Regions from separate parts of the Sus scrofa genome. Here region 2 is linked to region 1. A link is a contact called in public HiChIP or PLAC-seq data. All regions are on one chromosome and are shown on one strand. The core of a region is the stretch at or near the end of the contact, and the rest is flanking DNA. Distances in the headings are between cores, read along the strand shown. Region 1 holds the start of GPBAR1 (G-protein coupled bile acid receptor 1). Region 2 overlaps USP37 (ubiquitin carboxyl-terminal hydrolase 37).

Region 1 (4,168 bases), core at 1,378-3,877:
GGGACCCAGTGGTTCCAGCCCAGAGCGGGCAGGCTGGCGAAGAGCAGGGGCCCGGCCCAGGTGAGGATGAGGGCCAGCCGAGTGCTCCCGCGGGGTCGCAGAGGCCGCAGCACTGCCATGTAGCGCTCCCCGTGCACCAGCAGGAGGTTGGCGAGCAGGGAGAGGAAGGAGAAGTTGGGACCCAGGTAGAGGAAGAGGCAGGACCAGTAGCCCCGGCGGCTCTGGTTCCATAGGCCCGGCAGCGTGGGCAGTGCCAGCCCAGTGAGCAGTCCAGCCAGGAGCAGACTCAGGAAGAAGCAGCCGGCAGGCGGGCTGCGCAGGCGGCGGTCCCCAGCGATGCCCAGGGCCAGGAGCAGGTTGGCAGCAACGATGAGGCTCGCCAGGGCCAGGGAGAGGCCCAGGGTCCCTGAAGGAACAGGGCTGGCCACCTCCCTGGTGCTGTTGGGTGTCATCTTGGGCTGGGATCAGGGGAGGTTTGGAGCAGCAACAGGGGTGCCTGGATGGAAGATGGGGCGGCCAGAGTTAGGGTGGGGCCACAGGTCACTGTCTTCCTGGCATGTCTGCGTGTTAATCCAGAGGTTGCCGACCAGCGGACTAGGGGCTGTATCTTGTTTGCTGATACACATCGTCCCCCTGGTGAATTGCCAATTTAAAGCGACATAAACATTCCTATTTTTGGTTTTTGAGAGATCAGGTCCTGTACGGTAGCAACCACCTGGAGCTGAGCGGTGGCTGCCTTCAGATGGCTCCCCACAGTCCCCCCTCAGCCACTCGGTCCATTTCTCTTATCTGCCTGGCCTGTTCTGGGCAGCTGGGTTTATGTCTTTGTTTAGACTGAAAAGTGGATCCACTCAGCCCCAAAGCATTTTGGCCATGCCTTCCTGCCTACACCGGGCAAGGCCTCCAAATTTAAGCTCAAAGGATAGGATAGGGTCTGGCTGGTGTGTAGGTCTCTGGCCAGCCAATAGTTGACGGCCCCCTTCAGGCTGGCGGGGCTGGACCAGGGGTTGGGATGGGCAATAAATGAAGAAGTTGGCACCAGTGTGGGAAGAGATGGTGGTTTGCTAAGACTGGGGGGGGGAGCTGGCGTCCATCTGAGGCAGGGCTCGTGGAGCACTTGCATTAGTGGTTAGTGCTGATGCCAGGGAAACGGGTGGCAGCGAGGGGGTGCCCTGTGCCCTGCACCTTCCCTCCATCTGCCTTGTCCCTGGTTACAGCTCAGTGAGCAGCCTCCGGGTAGGACTTCCAGCCCATAAACTTGACACATCCGCACCACACTAGCAACAGGGCCTTTCCTGGGAACCGGCGGGTGGTGGGGGGGGAGAGTTGCCAGGGAGGGAGAGGGGGAGGGTTGGTAGTGACCGGAGATGCCAGTGGCAAGGAGGGCTGAAGTGAGCCCAGGGAGGGAGGAGGGGCCGCTGGGCAGGGCCTGGCTCTGCTCTCCCCGAGTCCTTCCAGCATTATGGGGACAGGGATGGGGGATGGGGACGGGGGAGGGGTCCTGGGCCCTGTGGGAACTCCTGCTTCTGTCAACAGGAAAGCAGCTGCTGTTGCTAGGATTAAAGTCAACAAGGAAAGGATTCCTACCTGCACCCCCATCCAGGTCAGAGGATCAGATGGCCCCATGGCCACCTTGTCCACCGGAGGTGCTGCCCCTTCTAGAGATCCCCAGCCTTCCCCAGGCCCCCCAAGCCAGTTGCCAAGCCGCTGCACCCCTTTCCCCTCCCTCGGCCTGTTTCCTCTTCCTGTCTCCCCAGGGCCCTCCACTCGTTCATCTCGCTCTCTCCAGCAGCCCTTCAGTTTCTGTTCCCCTTCATCCTCGCACTGTCAACTTTATTAAACCCCAGGAGACCTCAGGGTCTGTTACTTCAGACTTGGACTCTGGGGCCATGGGCTGGAGCTCGCAGCCCTCCGCTGGAGTGAGTCTCCCAGCCCACTTCCATCAGAGCCGCACAAAAGGCAGGGATGGCCCCCGGGGGCCACTTCCTCGTGGTGTTATGGGTGCACTGGCTGTGGGACCCGCACACCCCAGAGGCTCTGGTGGCTCGGGTTGGGTGGCACGACCTCTTCAGGAGCTGGGGTGGAGGTGTCCAGGTGTGGCCGGGGCTGGGTGGGGCAAGGGAAGGGGAAGGGCTACTCACATGGCTGTGGGGGCAGGTCTGGCTCGCCCAGCCTGGGCTTTTCCTCTGGGGGTCAGGGGGTGGCCACAGCCATTGCTGCAGGTCGTCTGGCGATGATGTCTGGTGTCCTGATGGGTGAGGGCATGGTGCCTCCACTCTGCGGGGACAGCAGGGCCGGGATTCTTCGCTGCCCAGGCTCTGCCCTCGCCTGGGTTCCTGGAGGGATGGAGCTGAGGCTGGCGGGGCTCAGCCTGGCCCCGCCTCTGGGGGTGGGACCTGGCACACCCTGAGCGGCAGTCCTGGGAGGGCTTCCTCCCCCTTTCTCCAGGGCCCCCTCCTTGTCCTCCCGGACCAGGGTCTCCATCTCCAGCCACTGTCCATGGCTTGCCATCAAGGTGGCAGGTCACCCAGCTTGGAGCCCTCTGGCCTGCTACCGCTCAGCTAATCTGAGAAATGCTTTGCAGTTAATGAACACTATAATGATTTATTCTACCCTCCGTACTTCCTGCCCCAGCTAATATATTTATGTTTTATGAGCCTTAAACCCATGGGGTGGCCAGCCAGCTAATTCTGCTGGGCTGCTGAGGAGGAATGTGTGTCTGATGATGGCAGTGGGGGGGTTGGTGTTTGGAAGCTAAACATACTTTTATTTTATTTATTTTATTTTATTTTTGTATTTCTGTCTTTTTAGGGCTGCATATGGAGGTTCCCAGGCTGGGGGTCTAATTGGAGCTATAGCTGCCGGCCTACGCCAGAGCCACAGCAACTCGGGATCCAAGCCGCATCTTCGACCTACACCACAGCTCACAGAAACGCCAGATCTTTAACCCACTGAGTGAGGCCAGGGATCTAACCCGCATCCTCATGAATGCTAATCAGGTTCACTAACCGCTGAGCCACGAGCGGAACTCCTGAAAGCTGAGCATCTTTACACCCGCCCTTCCTATTACCTGGTAGGGACTTGCGGCTTATAAAGCCAGTCTTACCTTCCACAATCTGGGGTCATCCCACACTTTTCTCAACTATTTTCTTTTTTTTCTTTCTTTTTTTTTTTTTGTCTTTTGTCTTTTGTTGTTGTTGCTGCTATTTCTTGGGCCACTCCCGAGGCATATGGAGATTCCCAGGCTAGGGGTTGAATCGGAGCTGTAGCCACTGGCCTACGCCAGAGCCACAGCAACGCAGGATCCGAGCCGCGTCTGCAACCTACACCACAGCTCACGGCAACGCCGGATCGTTAACCCACTGAGCGAGGGCAGGGACCGAACCCGCAACCTCATGGTTCCTAGTCAGATTCGTTAACCACTGCGCCACAACGGGAACTCCTCTTTCTTTTTTTTTTTTTTGGTCTTTTTAGGGCCGAACCTGCAGCATATGGAGGTTCCCAGGCCAGGGGTCCAATCAGAGCTGTAGCCACCGGCCTATGCCACAGCCACAGCAACGCGGGATCTGAGCCTTGTCTGCGACCTACACCACAGCTCACGGCAATGCTGGATCCTTAACCCACTGAGGGAGGCCAGGGATGGAACCCGCAACCTCATGGTTCCTAGTCGGATTGGTTAACCACTGAGCTGCGATGGGGACTCCTCCTCAACTATTTTGTGAGTCAACTTCTGGGCCATGAGACACAAATGGCTCTGGGGGGTGTGACTTTGAGCAAGCTACCTCTGGACCTCAATTTTCTCACCTGTAAAATGGGAATGAAGAAAACCACCCTGTCAGGGTGGTTGTGGGGATATCATGGGGTAACATATGTAACTGCATTTATCCCAGTGCTTGACACCTAGTGGGGGGAGGGGTCTCAACAAGTGACTCCTTTCCTTCCTCCTCCATGGTGATAAAGAGGCATGAGCCAGTACTGGAGTCAGAAGGACCGGGTTTGAATCACAGAATCCTGGTTGGATCCTATTTATTTGGCTGGGTAAACTTAGGTCAATTATTTATTTTATTTTATTTTTTGTCTTTTTGCCATTTCTTGGGCTGCTCCCATGGCATATGGAGGTTCCCAGGCTAGGGGTCTAATCGGAGCTGTAGCTGCCAGCCTACACCAC
Region 2 (4,458 bases), core at 1,525-4,024, 170 kb before region 1:
CGTAGGCCGGTGGCTACAGCTCCGATTGGACCCCTAACCTGGGAACCTCCATATGCCGCAGGAGCGGCCCAAGAAATAGCAACAACAACAACAAAGACAAAAAGACAAAAAAAAAAAAAAAAAAAAATGTGTTTTCATTTCATGGTCATATTCGTTCTCATAGATCTTAAGTGTTTTTTGTATCCGTCTGGTAATCTTGTCCTGAGGACAGGTATATATTCATTTTCACCATCTCAGAGTAAACTTTCCTGCATCTGTTTCCTGTCATGTGAATTAATTGCTAGTGTAATTATGTGAAGTACATTGATACATTGAGTGCTGAAAGTTACTGGCTAAGAACTGTCACTTTTTTTTTATGAAATATGTTTTGAGAATGCAAGTAAGTAATGCTCATCTTATGCCCTAAAATAGCAGCCTCTACTCCCAAATCTTTCTTCCACTTGAAATGCTCAACTTCAGCTAACTTCGATGTCTCAGTTCCAAATTTTCAGAAGTGATTGATTGGTTGACTCAGATGAACATTCCTGGTCCAGTAAGCCAAGGCTAAAGGTACAGGCAGGATCTTGTAGGCTTCAGAGCTGCCCCTTCCAGGCTATGGAAATGACTCTTTCTCCAAGAATGGAGGGGTGTGTGTGTGTGTGTGTGTGTTTAAATCAGGATCAGGATCATACTGCTTTTTGCACTTAATATATCCAGAGTTTCTTTTCCTCCTTTAATGAATATTCAGAATTTTAATGGTAAGTATTCAGTAGCAGTTCAATTAAAAATAATGACTAGGAGTTCCCCGTTGAGGCTCGGTGGTAATGAATCCAACTAATATCTATGAAGACTCAGGTTCGATCCTTGGCCTCTCTCCTTGGGTCACAGCATTGCCATGAGCTGTGGTGCAGGTCGCCAACTTGGCTTGGATCTTGTGTTGCTGTAGCTGTGGCGAAGGCCAGCCGCTACAGCTCAGATTCAACCCTGAGCCTAGGAACTTCCATATGCCATGGGTTTGGCCCCAAAATATACGTACATATATACAGACTAATTGCTGATTTAGAGTCTAAAACTAAGATGCTGTAGGCTTCATAATATTCAGAGTAAGCTTCAGAGTTCATTTGTGCTATAAAAAAGGATCTACCATTTAAATGGTTAGAATGCAGTACTGGGACAGATTTTTTTTTTTTTTTTTTTTTTTTTTTTTTTTTTTTTTTTTTTGTCTTTTTGCCATTTCTTGGGCTGCTTCCGCAGCATATGGAGGTTCCCAGGCTAGGGGTCCATTCGGAGCTGTAGCCACCAGCCTACGCCAGAGCCACAGCAACGTGGGATCCGAGCCGAGTCTGCAACCTACACCACAGCTCACGGCAACGCCAGATCCTTTAACCTACTGAGCAAGGGCAGGGACCGAACCCGCAACCTCATGGTTCCTAGTCGGGTTCGTTAACCACTGCGCCACGACGAGAACTCCTGGGACATATTTAAAAACATTTCAGTGAGTGATTTCCCGTTGTGGCTCAGCAGTTAACGAATTTGGTTAGCATCTGTGAGGACTCAAGTTTGATCCTTGGCCTCGCTCAGAGGGTTAAGGATCCAGCGTTGCTGTGAACTGTGGTATAGGTCACGACGTGGCTTGGATCTGGCGTTGCTGTGGTGTAGGCCAGCAGCTGCAGCTCCAGTTTGTCCTGTAACCTGGGAACCTTCACATGCTGTGGGGGGCAGCCCTAAAAAAGCAAAAAACATTTCATATGAAATGAATCTGTAAAGATAATTCTTATTGACAGCCAGTTAAATTCTTTTTATGAGAACTTCCTTAACTTGTTGAGATGAAAATTTTTGCTTTGGTAAAGTGTTTGGGAGGGAGGGAAGGAAGGAAGGAAGTTCCTTCTCCCCACTCTTACCTAATTAAAAACTATAGTGAGATTTTAATAATCAGAAGAAAATTATGTCCATACTGCTTATTCCAGCCAGCTGTAATCTAGAAATTGAGATTAAAAAAAAAAAAAGATTAAATTTTTTCTTACCTCCCTGGATGAATGTTTTAAATGTATTTATGGCCATATATTTATGTGGTACATGAGATGTTTATTACATATTTTGTAGCTTTTTTTGTTTTTTGCTTTTTAGGGCCACGCCAGCAGCATATGGAAGTTCCCAGGCCAGGGGTCAAATTGGAGCTACAGCTGCCCACCTACACCACAGCTCATGGCAACACCGGATCCTTAACCCACTGAGCAAGGCCAGGGATCAAACCTCATGGATTCTCATCAGGTTCATTAAACACTGAACCACGAAGGGAACTCAGCTCTTTTGATTTGGAAGATGTGCAAGGCTCATTTGATTACCCATGTGAAAACACACTAATTTGACATACAGTGTAATAAATGGGAGAATCTCAGTAATTAATCATTCTAGCCTAATTCTTACATCATTTACTCTAAGTATTATTTTTTTCCCAGTACTTGGTCATGTGTCATGACCTATGAATGTGGCTGTTTTTTCTTCTTCATCCTTAACCGTAGTTCTGACGATTGGTTAAGTCAGATCCATTACTAGATCAGAGGTTTTCTCAACGGAGGGCAGTTTTGTTCCCCAGGGGACATTTGGCACTGTCACTTTTGTTTGTTTTAGGGAGGGTGGGTTGCTACTGGCCTCTGGTAGGTAGAGGCCAGGATGTTACTAAACATTATATGTGTACAGGCAGCCCCTCTCCCCCCAGCACAAAAAAATTGTCCCACTCACAATGTCAGTAGTGTTGAGATTGAGAAATTCTGTGATCAAGACTATGTAGTAACATGAGATTGCAAGTCCTAAGCAAGTGTGTCTGAGGTTAAGATACTTACTCTCTGAACAGTAGATGTCACTCTAGTTCAGAGATTTCAGTTTGTAAGAGAAGATTTCCCAGTTATGTTATGTTTTACTTCTGCAGATCCTGCCAGTTTTACAGAGATAACTAAAGACTGTGATGAAAATAAAGAAAACAAAACTCCAGAAGGATCTCAAGGAGAGGTTGATTGGCTGCAGCAGTATGATATGGAGCGTGAGAGGGAAGAACAAGAGCTGCAGCAGGCATTGGCTCAGAGCCTTCAGGAGCAAGTAAGAGATATTTATATTGCTACTTTCTCTATACCTTTCCCAGGAAATAGCATAATAATAATAATGATAAACATTTGTTAAGCACTTACTACTTGTGTCGGGCATTGTTCCAGGTGATTTACATACAGTAAATCATTGCTCCACCAAAACACACAAACTTCTTTAGGACTTTTGCTTTGGACTTGAAACAGCACATTTTCCTTTTTTTAAGAAATCTAAGTGCAACAGTGTATTGTTGGTTACTTCCTATTACTGTAATTTATTGCATGCTAAAGCAGGAAGCGTTATCAGATCCAACTTTATTTTTTTTTTTGCAAACAGTTGAATAGTATACCATTGTGATTTTATTATTACTATGTTAAGGCACAGTATTTGTTTTGGTCATTTTCTCACAATATGAATCCCTTCCTCTGTGTGTGTGTGTGTGTGTGTGTGTGTGTGTTTAATGGCTGCACCTGCAGCGCATGGAAGTTCCTGGGTTAGGTAGGGGTTGTATCAGAGCTGCAGCTGTGACCTACACCACAGCCACAGCAACACCAGTCTAAGCCACATCTGCAACCTGTGCTGCAACTTGCGGCAATGCTGGATCCTTAACCCACTGAGTGAGGCTGGGGACCGAACCCACATCCTCACAGAGACAACATTGGGTCTTTAACCCACCAGCCACAACAGGAACTCCCCTTTCCTGTGAATTATTTTAACATAAAATTCTTAGCAGTATTATCTGAAATTTTAGATTTTAGTTGTAGACTAACATTTATCTGCTCTTCTCTTTATGTAGTAATCTATTCTTCAATTTTTAGTTCCTTTTGTTTATATTTGTCAAAGCTAGTTGGTTTGTGCTATTGCAGTCACCTGAGGTATCTGACTGAAAGGTTTTGTTTTCATGGTTGTCTAATCCTATACAATCCAAGTCATGTTAGTAATAAAATAGAAATAATAAAAATTTATCAAGCCTCCCTAGAATGAGTGCATAGTTTTAGTTTTACTAATAATCAGATTAAGAAGTCTAATGTTACTGGGACATTGGGTCTTAACTTTTAACTGCACATTATTATCATATGTGGAGCTTTTAAAAAAAGACTGATGCCTGGGTGATTCTGCCCCTCAGACATTCTGATGTAATTGATTTCAGGTGTGATCTAAGCATCCAGATTTCTTTTTCTTTTTTTTTCTTTTTTAAGTAAGGACTTTTTAAAACTTCTCCCAATGATTCTAATGTACAGCCAAGGTTGAGAACTGCCGTTTTAAAGCTATTTCAGAGCCGGCCATAAGATGAAGTTTCTTTAGTTTGGTATGTATCAGGTTATTAATTACCAAAAGAAAATCCTGGAGTTCCCTGGTGGCATAGCAGGTTAAGGATCTGGCATTGTCACTGCTGTG

What was found. HiChIP or PLAC-seq counts read pairs in DNA pulled down with a chosen protein or histone mark.
Region 2: a contact with region 1 is called in an H3K27ac HiChIP or PLAC-seq map of alveolar macrophages. The contact joins the enhancer-like site here to the promoter of GPBAR1 in region 1. A contact is called at or near these places in 6 of 47 Hi-C or Micro-C datasets (blood, heart right ventricle, liver and 3 more) and 1 of 2 datasets of contacts at active chromatin or transcription factors (alveolar macrophages).

The regions. Positions count from the first base shown.
Region 1 is chr15:120,334,655-120,338,822 of Sscrofa11.1, reverse strand. GPBAR1 (G-protein coupled bile acid receptor 1) reads right to left here and starts at 2,627. Exons shown (of 2, transcript XM_013984487.2): 1 at 2,142-2,627; 2 at 1-496. The coding sequence starts at 452.
Region 2 is chr15:120,503,722-120,508,179 of Sscrofa11.1, reverse strand. USP37 (ubiquitin carboxyl-terminal hydrolase 37) reads left to right here. Exons shown (of 24, transcript XM_003133658.6): 19 at 2,909-3,075. Among named protein-coding and RNA genes, the nearest start is that of VIL1, 42 kb to the right of the region's middle. Within about 2 kb of position 2,774, at least 10 of the 83 cell types and tissues checked have an H3K27ac peak or open chromatin away from gene starts, as enhancers often do. A contact at or near this core is called in alveolar macrophages and omental adipose tissue, where this site is marked.